3 separate regions of the Ovis aries genome follow, and regions 1 and 3 are each linked to region 2. The links are chromatin contacts, called in public Hi-C maps. All regions are on one chromosome and are shown on one strand. Each heading gives the region's core, a stretch centred on a gene start, on an enhancer-like site or on the middle of the called end of the contact. The rest is flanking DNA. Distances are from core to core; before and after follow the strand shown. Region 1 overlaps LDLRAD4 (low density lipoprotein receptor class A domain containing 4). Region 2 holds the start of LDLRAD4 (low density lipoprotein receptor class A domain containing 4). Region 3 overlaps LDLRAD4 (low density lipoprotein receptor class A domain containing 4).

What was found. A called contact is a pair of places that touch in the nucleus more often than the background predicts.
Region 1: a Hi-C map of hypothalamus shows a contact between it and region 2, with 7 times the contacts expected there. The contact joins the enhancer-like site here to the promoter of LDLRAD4 in region 2. A contact is called at or near these places in 8 of 16 Hi-C or Micro-C datasets (blood, hypothalamus, liver and 4 more).
Region 3: a Hi-C map of liver shows a contact between it and region 2, with 4 times the contacts expected there. The contact joins the enhancer-like site here to the promoter of LDLRAD4 in region 2. A contact is called at or near these places in 2 of 16 Hi-C or Micro-C datasets (liver and mixed tissues).

What each region holds. Positions count from the first base shown.
Region 1 is chr23:43,916,446-43,920,788 of ARS-UI_Ramb_v3.0, reverse strand. All of the region lies in intron 5 of LDLRAD4 (low density lipoprotein receptor class A domain containing 4), which reads right to left. Among named protein-coding and RNA genes, the nearest start is that of FAM210A, 57 kb to the left of the region's middle. Within about 2 kb of position 1,603, at least 22 of the 54 cell types and tissues checked have an H3K27ac peak or open chromatin away from gene starts, as enhancers often do. A contact at or near this core is called in hypothalamus and liver, where this site is marked.
Region 2 is chr23:43,797,670-43,801,756 of ARS-UI_Ramb_v3.0, reverse strand. It overlaps LDLRAD4 (low density lipoprotein receptor class A domain containing 4), which reads right to left and starts at 2,794. Exons shown (of 9, transcript XM_060405482.1): 1 at 2,758-2,794.
Region 3 is chr23:43,874,855-43,879,215 of ARS-UI_Ramb_v3.0, reverse strand. All of the region lies in intron 3 of LDLRAD4 (low density lipoprotein receptor class A domain containing 4), which reads right to left. Among named protein-coding and RNA genes, the nearest start is that of LDLRAD4, 78 kb to the right of the region's middle. Within about 2 kb of position 2,940, at least 5 of the 54 cell types and tissues checked have an H3K27ac peak or open chromatin away from gene starts, as enhancers often do. A contact at or near this core is called in liver, where this site is marked.

The DNA of each region.
Region 1 (4,343 bases), core at 354-2,853, 120 kb before region 2:
CATCTGGCTGCTTGACCACTGCACTCCTTGAACAAATGTCCTTATTCCACTCCCATCCACCTGCCTCTGTCACACTTCTTCAGCCCTGAACGTTAACATTCAGTGGCATTGGTAATGTTTCTCTATGACCAGTGAAGTTTACAGGAATATGTTTTCCTGGGGACCCTGAAATTACTGAAACTCCAAAACTAAAACCAAAAGCACCCTAGGATTCAATGCTGGGTTTTTATGAACTTGGGCTCATTCAAAGAAGTAAAGCTATCTTTGCCCCCGATAAAGAAGCTGGCTATGGCTTTGGGCTAACGTCACATCACCACCCCTTTCCACTGTGGGTAAGCCTCCCCTGAATGATGTAGACAAGGACCAGCAGGGACTTCCAGCTGGTGCCCGGCCCCCAGCACCACAGGACACACCCACAGTGATTTCTTAGGTGGAATTCAGTCCTCAGGGCCATCAAGTGCAGACACACTGTTAAGCACAGTATCATCTACACAGTATGAAACTGCTCTGGTGTTGAGACTTTCTACCTTTTGTGGATAATGTTCCACCGAGAGGGGCTGCCTGGTGGTGGCACCAGAGGCCCATTTGTTCTGCATCACAACAAGGCTACCAAATAAGCTGATCCTGGGAGCAAGGACTAGCCTGGTACAGCCAGTGCTCAAGAACAGATTAGACAGGAAAACGGAAGCACTTCTTACTTTAAACCAACTGATAAAACTAAGTCACTCAGTAGTAACAGCACAAAACCTAAACGACGTGAAACTGAGAGTCAAGATATAAGGAAAATAAAGGGTGACTTGGTCTCAGCAGTAGACGGACAGCGTGGTTCTCCACAACCTATATGGAAACTTATGGAAGAATATTTGGTACTTCAGTGACAACTCAAAGCCTTCCCAGTACTCTCAACTCAAAGACTTTACTTTCCAGCCCAGATCTGTCTCCTGTGCTGACCCATAACTTCTATACTATATGTAATACTAATTTCAAAGAGATCTGAGGCCAGTGGAATAGATGGTTTCAAGTATGTTTTCTTAGGTTAGAAGCGTCAAAAACCGCATTTTCAGTATAATTTCAAATGTTTCAAAATATTATTTTAGTTGCCATTAATCTTGAACTAAAACATCCTTTACTGTGGAACATCCCCTTGTACTAATCATGAATTAAAACAAACCACAACAAAACAAGAAACCTGTTTCATTCACCAGTTCCTGGCTCTTAATAAGTAAGAAGGGCATGTGAGCCTGTGTGTGGGGACATTTGCACACACACACACGCACACACACACAGGTTCCTCACTTTTCTTCCTGATAATTCTGACCTTTCAGGTTTCCGTGTGTATTAATACCTGCCCACCTGGCTGGCAGACCTTTTCACAACGTGCCCTTCAAGATTAACAAAAACAAACACAAAACCCAGCAATTTGAAAATAGACAATGACAAGCCTATGGAGGGCTAGAGAAACAAAGAAAGGAACTAAGGGCAAGACCCAGACAGACAGACAGACAGATACACTCAAAGAAATCACTTCCCACCAGGGTCTGGGCTGTGCAGCCAATCAGGCAGGTACACGCAGCTCTTCACTCTGCAGACTTGCTTAGCACTGAAGTCGGCTGTCTGCCCAGGAGAGTGAGGTAATGTCTAGGTTTAATGCCAAAATCTCTCTCATTGGCAGGACATATCGGGTAAATATTTCTACTGCAGGAGACCACATTCATTCGCGCTGCTGCCAGTTTTATTGTTGTTGTGCTCATTAATATTTACACTTAGTCCATCGTACCTGGGTAAGGCTGGAGATGGGAAAGTCAGGGTTTCGCTGAAACCATGTTACCAGGTTTGGGAGAAAAAGAGTCTCTCTCTCATCCTGCTCCCCACCCCCCAGTCTCCCTGAACCATGAGGGCAGCAGCACTGGCCTCCTGCATCCCTTCACACACCCTGGGTCACACACAGACCCCCGCATCAGCCTGTCCTGGTGGCTGTAAATCTGTAAACTGCTGGGGTTTCCTCCATGCCATCCTCTCAGCAAGAACAGGAAGGGGCCGTGAAGCCCACTTCAAGCTGCCTTGGTAGCTGCAGCATGTGGAAGCCTCGTAGACTGCCAGGGGCAGGCAGGCAGGGGGCTCCCCCGAGCTGGGGCAGCTCTCACTATCCATCCACCCATCTTCTGATGTGCTTTCACACACTCCTTTCAAAATTTTATTGTGATAATCATCATAGCAATAAGACTCTTTTCAAAATCTGTTGAAAAGCCAATCCCTCCCCCCAACTGCTACATCTCCTTAGGCAGCTCGAGTTCACCTAAAGCCCACCTGCTCCATGGGCAAGGCTAGTCCTTCCAGGGGCTCCCCCTCCATAGTGTTCCCCTGCCTGTAAAATGGGCTCAGAGCTGGTGCTCCTTAGCACTTGCCCACGTTAACTGCCTCGTCTCAGCCTCACTTGCCTCCTTAAAAATCTTCAATAGGGCTTCCTAGTGGTCCAGTGGTTAAGAGTCTGCCTGCCAGTGCAGGGGACACCAGTTTGATCCCTGGTCTGGGAAGATTCCACACGTCTTTGGGCAACTAAGACCATGTGCCTCAATTACTGAACCTGCACTCAAGAGCCTGGGAGCCACAGCTACTGAGCCCGTGCTCCATAACAAGAGAAGCCACTGCAGTGAGAAGCCCGTGCATCACAACTAGAGAAAGACCCTGCCGCCAAGAAGACCTGGTGCAGCCAAAAGTCAAATTAATAAATGAATCTTTTTCAAAAACCTTCAATGAGTTCCTTCAGAAAAGAGAATAAAAACTGTTTGAAAACACCTTATATCCTGATTTTCTAGAATCTGACCCCAATTTACCTCTCCAGTACTACTCCTTAAAATCAGCCTTTATCTCCAGGTAAGCTGGCTTTTCGTGACCAATTCCCAATTCCCCCACCTGTTAGGCTGCTTGGGAAAGACAGTTCTCTAAGACACTCCAACCCCAACAACAGGGTCTGCCCGGGCACCACCCACCAGTGCTGTCCCACACCCAGCACTGGAGAAACTGCCAAAACCTTGAGGATCTTCTCAAGGCCAGTGGGTTAGCATTAGACGGAGACCATACTGCACCCCCGCACCCACACCACCTTCCCTGTATACGCTGCACCCTATACTCCTCACAAACCCAACACTCACAGAAACACTCTCTACAAGATAGCCCCAAAGGATGTGCTGCTATTACTCAGGACACCATTTTCTACAGGTAACCACCCAAACACATTTTCTCTAGAGCACACTCCAGCTTCCTGTCCTGTTCTTTTCAACAATCTGAACATGAATCATTTCTGGCACCTGGTTTTTCTGGGAGATGCTACCTGCACTGTCTACTGTCCCTGTCACTCCAGCTTAAAGGTCCTGACATGAGAGCAAACACCAAATCACAAGGGGCTAAGGAGGCAGCCACCATGGCTTCTGCAGCCTCATGGGGTTGAAGGTGCCCCAGGACGTCTTCTAAGGTCAGACCGGCTTTTAAGAACTTAGATCCAGGCCAGTCGCCTCCCCAAGGAGCAGACTTGGCATTTCTATCTCCCAAGCACATGTAACAGGAAGGGGCTGCATTTTCTTGGTTGTCCTGTGGAAACTGTCAAATTCAAGAAGGGACATTACTGTCTCTGCCTCGCTCAGCCACACCCGCCTCCGGCCACATGGAGAGCCGCTTGCTTCCAGCCCAGACGGTAGAAGACCCTGCCAGTGTGGGCGCCTTCCCAGGAACAGTACCTTAAAGTCCAGCACCCAGGCTGGCATCGCCTCCCCACAACATGTGCCCTCCCCTCCTCTTCAGGATCTAAGGAGAAAAGGGTCAGAGGTTTAGGTCAAGTTCCTTTTTCTCCCATTTTTAGAATACATGAGTAAAGGAAGTACAGAAACTACAGTGAAGATGGAGAGGTGAAGAAAGGAAGCAACATGCCCTGGCACCCCTTCAGGACAGGTGCTGTCTACCTAAGGCAGGGCTTCTCCCCAGGGAGGGGGCCACACCCCCATTCCAGCCCATTCCCCCAGGAAAGCCCAGGGGAGCTGACTCAGGTACACCACATCTGCTGATGTGGACAGAACCAGTGTGTTGGGGTTCACCCTCCAGACGCCCAGGCTGTGGTCAGCTGGCATCACTCCCTTCAGCTTGCCCAAAGTGGGGAGATTCACACTCTCCATGGAGCTGACAGGATGCAGGCAAGTTCAGGGAAAGACAAGACTTTCTGAAAGACAGCAGTGCCTTGAGGATGCCTGGGAAGATCTTCTGAGAGCAACTCTGGGAGGTCAGCCCGTTCACTGCCTGGAGCTCTGATTCTTCCTTCTCCAGAGATCCTGTGCTACAAGATGTTTTCATCT
Region 2 (4,087 bases), core at 1,545-4,044:
TACAAGGTCACGGTATAATTCCAGACTAACACATACCACGAAGGCAGAAAGTCACTCTGACATCAGAAGACTGGCTTTCCGGAGAATGTCCTGAGACCCCTGAAAGTAGGGGGTGGAAGTAGGGAGAGAGGGCCACTGGGGGGCACTCCACACCATTCTGTACTGCTCACCATAATCCATATGAAGCACATTAATTAAATGTTTCTAAAAATTTTGCAGGTTAACATGGAAAGATCATTTCATTTCTTTTTTCTGTACTAACTCTCACCTCAAAGAACAGACACCTCACAGAAACATCATAAGCCCAGACGCAGAAGAAAGATGGAAAAAAAACTTGCAAGGGCCACCAGGAAGACCCAACCAGTCATGGGTGCCACTGACCATGCCCCACCCCCTGAGTACCTCCTGCCCAGACCATGAGGGTGACTGCACAGGGATCCAGACAAGCTCAGGGGTCTCTGCTGGGCCACAGGCCGGGAACCACAGCGCCCAAGATGCTAACTCACTGTCACTTCCCTAGGCTCCCCTGTCCAGTTGGGAGGTGCCCTTCCAGCAGCCCCAAGGAACAGCCCATTGCATCCCACGAGCCACCGGTTGCTCTGCTAGGCCACTAAGCCAACCAGGGCTGCAGCCCAGGACTGTAAACACCTCTGCAGGCGGGTGGATACTGCTCTCAGTGCCAGGCAAGAAAACTATTCTTAGAGCACTGTCAGCAGTCTGGGGGGAGGGGAGGTGGGTAATGAAATTTGTCTGTATATGTATATACTCTGGCAAGCGGGGGTGGGAGACTCTGACTTTCAAACAATAGGCCACCAAACTGGCACAAAATCCTTTAGTAAGCAGGTGCCACAGGCCAGGTTCCTCTGCAAGACTGTGGTCATGCAAACAGCCCCAGAGAGGATTCGAGAGACAGCCCTAAAAGCCTGCTAGGGACAGGTTTCTCCATTGTAAATACAAGCCTTCACCAACTAGAAGACTCCACCAACAGCCAAGACTTCCAGGGTAACAGCAAAATATGAAGAAATTGGGGGCGGGGGGTGGGGGCGGCTTTTAAAACAAGGTAAGAAGGCAGCACTAAGTCTGCAGCAGCAAATCCCTCACTGGCATTTACAATCTCAGGCCTATTTCCTAACAATGTGTTCAGTGTCAATAGCAAAGGGAAGCTCTTAAAAGAATTAAGCTCTAAGAGATCATGAGGAATATACCCTGTGTTTCAAAAAGCACTTCTTTGCAAGGACCATTAAAGGGCACCCATCCAAGGGTTGACAGGAAACCAAATATTATAATTCAATACATGTACATGGATAAGATCCACTCCTTAGTCCATGGAATGACTCAAATTTGACATTACAACCCTTCACTGAACATAAAGAACATGTTCCAAGATTACTGTGCAGAGTCCAACGGCAGCTGTGCAGAGGAGACAGCACACACAGTATAAGCCCTGGAAAGACTAAACCCTCCTATGAAAACGCAGACCTGACTGGACACCCTGGCAGTTTCTCCGTGCAGGGTCACCAGGACCATTGTGCCACTCCAGGGGACCCGGACTGGAGACCACCCTTAGGGTCAGCCCAACAGGCAGAAGGGCTATTTTCAAAGGAATCTTCCTTTTAAAGGAAGAGATGCACCAGTCTTCAAGCCAGCCACCTCCACTGCAAGAAGCCTACTAACACCAGCTCCAGGACCAACTCTGTGCCGCTCACTTCCCTCATCCCACAATGCCCACACACAGTAGGGCACCCAAAAATACCCAAAATTTAGAACGCAGCACCGAACTACAAGCCAGGGGTCCAGAGATGTGAAGCTACCAAAGTAATAAGAGAGAAAGAGAAGAAAATAGATGGGACACAGAGGAAGAGAAATAAGCAAATCAAAAATATCCAATTTCAGCTAATTAAAAGAGTCTACGGGGAAAACAAAACTTAAGCTACTGAATCCACCGCATTCACGGACACTCCTGCGCCTGGTGAGTTTCCGGCTGTGCAAAAACCCTCCCGTGTTCACTAGGCAAGCGGCCGAACCCCTACCTTCTCCAGGTGCCCCCCACCTGTCGCGATCCTCGTTGTCTTCCTAAACCCCCTTGCCCCCCGCCTCATCGGAAGCCTCTTCCTTTTCCAATTAGGAAAAAAGTTTAAAACCAAGCTGATGCTCTGGGGGCCAGCACGGCGAGCGGCCCAGCACCCAGCTTACCCGGCGCGCCCAGCCCCCGGGCAGCGGGCGAGGTCCCGGGAGGGGTCCCGCGCGCGGCGCCCCGCAGACCGCACGACAAAGCGGGGCGGCCGGGCTGGGTGCTCGTCGCTTCCTGTTTATTCCGCCGCGAGGGTCACAGAAATCCTGCCCACGCCCGCTTCTTGCGGGCTCCGGGCGCAGCCTAGGGGCCAGTGGCGCCGGGACCAGCGGGAGCCCCTGCAGCCGGCGCCCGGCGCAGCGCGCTCAACACCCGGAAGCGCGGGGTCCAGGGTCCTCCCGCCCCGCAAACTCCGGCAGGTCCCACACAACCTGCCCGCGGACCCCGCCTCCCCAACCCCGCCGCGGCAGCGCACCACAGCGCGGGGCACCAGGAAGCCGACGGCTCGGCTGGGGCCGCCGTCCCGCGCCCACCCCCGGCAGCGCCGGACGCCGCCGTGCCCAGCGCGACCCTGGAGAGGGCGCCGACGGCGGGGATCGAGGACATCCCGTTCCAGCGTCCCGTCCTCCCGCCCGCGCCTCCGCCCCGAACTTCGCCGGACGCCGCAGCACCGGGTCAGCCTTTACCTGCGGCCGCGGCTCTGGAGTGAGGCGGCAGGCGCCCGGGGTCGGCGGGGGAGGGCGAGATGCTTTAAGGGCCCGGATCGGCCCGGACTCCCCGCGCTCCCCGCCCCCTTCCACGCTCCCGGGACGCGCAGTCGGCCTGGCGGCGGCGGCTCCTCCCCAGCCCGCAGGGGATCCCCGGCCTCGCTGGCGGGTCCGCAGCGCCGGGCGGGGAAGCAGGAGACAGTACCGTCTCCGCCTCCGCGCCGTCTGTCTCCTGCCGGCCCGCTCGCCGCGGCCGCGTGTGCCTCGCGGTCCGCCGGCCTCTCCACCCTCCCCATCCCCCTCCTAGCGGGACCGGCGGCGGCCGGGCGGGGCGGGGGCGGGCTGGGCCGTCCGGACCCCGAGCGGGCAGCGCCGACCTCCGCGGACTGCGGCCACAGAGCAGGGAGAGCGGGCGGCCAGGCCGCGGGACCCCCGGCTGCGCACGAGGCTCGGCTCGGCCTGGCGGGGCGCGCGCCCACCGCCAGCCGGACGGGGAACTCCATCCCGGAGCCGGAGAAGGCAGCGGGAGCCGCGCACGCCCCTGGTAACCTGTCTTCCCACACAGGCCCAGACGCACAGTAGGGCTGCAAGACCCTTAGTAGGGCTGATAAATCCTCCTGTTCGCCCGGTCAACCCCTTCGCAGACATGAAGGTCTTCCCACGGCATCCCTTTCTCATTGGAGGGCCTACATTTCTCCTCCTCTGAAGGCCTTTGGGACTTGAACTCCACCTGAGTGTGGACAGCACAGTTGTCTTTCAGAAGTACGAGCTTTCACACCCACTAACCTGACCCGTGTTTGATCGAGATTTGGTTATTGCCACAGCACCCGGGCATTTTAACCCAGCTTTATTACAGCCACGAAAATTAGCCACTCACCTAGAGTCAGACATTCTGGACTGTGAAGTCAAGTGGACCTTAGGAAACATTATTAGGAACTAAGCTAGTGGAGGTGATGGAATTCCAGCTGAGCTGTTTCAAATCCTAAAAGATGATGCTGTGAAAGAGCTGCAATCAATATACTGGCAAATTTAGAAAACTCAGAAGTGGCCACAGGACTGGAAAAGGTCAGTTTTCATTCCAGTCCCAAAGATGGGTAATGCCAAAGAATGTACAAACTACTGCACAATTGCATCCATTTCACACGCTAGCAAAGTAATGCTCAAAATTCTCCAAGCTAGGCTTCAACAGTACATGAACTGAGAACTTCCAGATGTTTAGGCTGGATTTAGAAAAGGCAGAGGAACCAGAGATCAAATTGCCAGCATCCACTGGATCATAGAAAAAGCAAGGGAATTCCAGAAAAACATC
Region 3 (4,361 bases), core at 1,691-4,190, 77 kb before region 2:
AGACTCTAAATAGACATTTAACCAGTAAGGCAACTGAATCAGCAATCCAAAAAAACTTCCATTAATAAAAGCCCCAAATTAGATGGCTACACTGGTGAGTTCTACCAAACATTTAAAGAATTAATACCAGCCTCTCCCAAATCCTTCTAAAATATTGAAGATGAGAGAATACTTTCTTAACTCATTCTGCAATACCAGAATTACTGATCCCAAAACCAGATAAAGACACTATAAAGGGGGGAAAAAGGAAGCTACAGACTAATATCCATTATGAACACTGATGTAAAAATCCTCAACAAAATACTAGCAAACACAAATTCAACAGCATATTTAAAAAACTGTACAACATGACAAAGTAGGATTATTCCCTGAATGTAACGATTATTCACATAATTGATTTAAAAAAAATCAATGTGATACAACAGATTACTGAAATGAAGGGGAAAAAAACATATGATCATTTAAACTAAATGCAGGAAAAAGAATTTAACAAAATCCAACACTCATCTATGATTTAAAAAAAAAACAATCAACAAACCTAGGAATAGAAGGAAAATATCACATTATAAAGGCCATTTATGAAAAACAGATACTATCACATTCAATGACGAAAGAGTGCATCAAAATACACTACCAAACAAATGAAAAGGCAACCCACAGAACTGGCAAAAACACTGCAAATAACGTATCTGATAAGAGATTTATACTAAGAACAAAATTCAACACAGTAAATTTTAAAATGTCTTATGGGCTCTATTCAAGAACTCATGAACTGGGAAACACCCCATCTAACAAGACAGAAAGGAGCTCAGACAAGCTACACAGCATGAAAGACATTTACATGCAGAATGGGATGGAGCAAGGAAGCTACAGCGGAGTGGATTGTCTGTGACACGGTCACCTTCCTTTAGGGGTGCAGGGGTCTATTGGTCAGATTACCTCAAGTAATTCCAAATTGCCTAGACTCCACAGGTGGGAGAGGCTGAAACTGTAATAAAGTTAGGTATTAGGTCTTGGTTTGGTGATGTGAACTTTGCACAAGTGGCTCCACTTTCAGTTCCTCCACTTTAGCCCTGTTGTTTTTTTTTAACAATATTCAAAATATATATTTATAAAGAACACCTACAACTTAAAATTTTAAAAAGCAAACAATCTGATTAAAATATGAACAAAGCACTTGAGGAGACATTTCTTCAAAGGAGAGAGCAAATAAGCACATAAAAAGATGTTCAATGTCACAAATCATTCAGAAAATGCAAATCAAAACCACGAGGAGACACTAATGCACCATCCATGGACTGGTTATCATCAAAAAGAAAACAATGAAATAGAAAGTAACAAGTGTTAGCAAGGACATGTAGAAATAGGCTGGTAGGAATAAATAATGGTATAGCTGCCTTGGAAAACAGATTTTTTTTCTTCAAAAAATTAAAAAGAATTATCATATCCTCCAGCAATTTGACTTCGGGGTATAAGCAGTAACTTGAACAAATATATTTACAGCAATGTTCACAGCAGCATTATTTACAGTAACCAAAAGGTAGAAACAACTCAAGTGCCCCTCAAAGGATGAAGGGATAAACAAAACAGGATAAACACACAACAGAGTATTATTCAGCCTTAAAAATGAAGGAAATTCTAACATTTGGTACAACACGGATAAACCTTGAAGACATTACACTAAGTAAAACAAACCAAACACACGACAAATACCATGATTCCACTCAGATGAGTAGTCAAATTCAAAAAACAAAAGCAGAATGGTGGTTGCCAAGAGGTTAGTGGAGGAAGGAAGGAGGACTTAATGCTGAATGGAAACTGTGTCTCATGGGAAGAAGAAAAGTTCTGCAGAGGGACAGTTGCACAACTCTGTGGATGTACATAATGTAATGAAGTTATACAATCAAAATTAGTTAAAATGGTAAATTCTGTTATGTATATGTAATCACAATGTTAAAAGTTAACAATTTAAAACACGTTAAGACTGAGTGATCTTTATTTCACTTTTAAAAGTTTATTTTTAAAGTGTTTTCATAAACTTTTATGATCACCTTAGAAAAAACCTTCTTGTTTCATTACTTCTCAAAAAAGAGTATCAGCGTTACACTTTGGCACTCTATTCTAGCCATATATAGTTTTAATTGTGTTTTTAATGCTAACTTTTTACCTTTACATATGAAAAGGACACAAAACTCAAGAAATAGATATATAAAAGGAAAACAGATTCAAAGAGATGGAATGTTCACTATATAATGCCATTAATTTTTTAAAAGCCATCATTTTGATCAGTGAATATTATTCTCAGTTGCAATAGAAAATAGTCCCTGAAACATGGGAAATAAAATTTCAAATGCCTCCCTCTTGCCTACGGATATACAGAGCTATGTCACAGCTATGCCACAGGTATTATAAATTAAGCACAAACAAAAATTTAAATTATGTTATGAATTCTTTAAAAAAATGTGTCTTCTCCCTCGTCCAATCCCAAACACATATTCACAAAAATAATATTATTAATAATCCCTTAGACTCACCGTTGTCCTCTTCAGAGGAAATAGTCAATGGGATACATCATTTTGAAGCACCATCATTTGCCCTGTCTACTCTCCACCCTGGGTCTCTCACAAATCTTCCCAGGTAAAACCAGAAAAACACACAAGTCAGAATTTATATACAAGACCTGTATGTATAAGCAACTAAATCTGACCCACAATGACCTTAACTGTTAGCAATCAAGCCTTTTTTTTTTTTACTAGAGTAATAGCTACCAATAATCTCTGAAAACTAGACTGTTCTTCACAGAAATACTAAGATGGAGAACATGGCACAGTTCAGTTCAATTCTATTTTCACCAGAATCTTATCTTCACAGAGTAAACATATGTGTGAGAGTAACCTTTATACTCTCAGAAACATTCACAAACAAATCCACCAACACTGTATTCAAGAAGGGCACAGCAATGTTCAGGGCTGAGGAGACTGTCAGAGTCAACAACAGCAGTTACTGGTTTTAGATCTGTTTCAGGAAACTCAACCACTCTAAACTTGTGAAAACAGATAAGAAAAGAAACTTGATTTTACCCACTTATCCCTCAGCTTCACAGAAAATCTGACTAGAGGTCCCCTTTAACAAAACAAAAGGAGAACACATATTACATTAATGAGTCCAGTTCTAAAAAGGAAAAAAATCAAAAGAAAATAAAAAATGAGAATAGAAACTTTATCTACCTATCGTCTCCTTTTTGGGTCACACAGAAGAAAGGAAAAAATGAAAGAAGAGGGTACAGGGCAGTAAGAAACGAGGAAACTTGGAGGCTGTAAAAGATCATGAAGTTCCTAGTGGTCCATCAATGTTTCAGGACATCACTTGCTGCTTAAGATGTACCCACCTCTATGACAAATATCCAGTGAGACCAAGGTTCCTTTGATCATACAACTATGCTCTCCTGTGACTGTATTCCCAGCCCTGAAGAAACACCATGGTATGTATAAGTAACAGAACATAAGCTTTTAAACTCGGTTTTGAATCCTCACTCTGCATTTCGCTGGCTGACAAGGATCAAGTTACTTAACCTCTGGGAAACTACTTTCCTTACCCAGAATCAAATAAACAACAGAATGACTTCCTATCTCATCTGGATATCAAAAAGACAATGAAAACAACTTGTATGGAATTTCAAACTCCATTTTCAGTGGAACTAGGAGACTTCAATCTATGTAATGAAAGGCTACACAGGGCACCCCATGTGACAAGGAAACTGATCCAGAATGGTCAGCATGCAGTAAAATCTAGTAAAATTGGACTTACTAAGTTTGGACTTTCAAAATAATAAACAACTCCTTGCGCTAGGCAAAAAGAAAGAAATCAAGGCACATATCAGAGGTAAAAGCATTAATCTGGCCTCATATTTCTTCACAGTAATATGCAATGCCATATATCAGTGGAATAAAACTTCAAAATTCTTACAATATTGAAGCAAAGTGTGAGTAAAGGATTTCATATCCAGTCTGGCATTCCTTCAAGTATAATGACCACAGACTAATAGTCCTGAACACACTGGAACTCAGAAACTATGGTTCCCTTGAATCCAAAAGACAACTGGAGAATCAAAGCCAAAAGAACTGGCAACTGAATTCATTTCACTGTAGAACTAAGATTACAACAAATATAAAGATCAAAGTGATAAGCCAAACGTAAATTTTATCATGTGATAATGTAAAAATGATACAATTGACAAAAATGACTATGCAGGAAAGTGGAAAAAGATGGCAGGGGACAGGGCAATGCCACTGCCTAGTGGCTGAGAATCAAAAGACATCAATTGTACCAAAAAAGGTACAATTTAGAGTATCAAAAAAAAA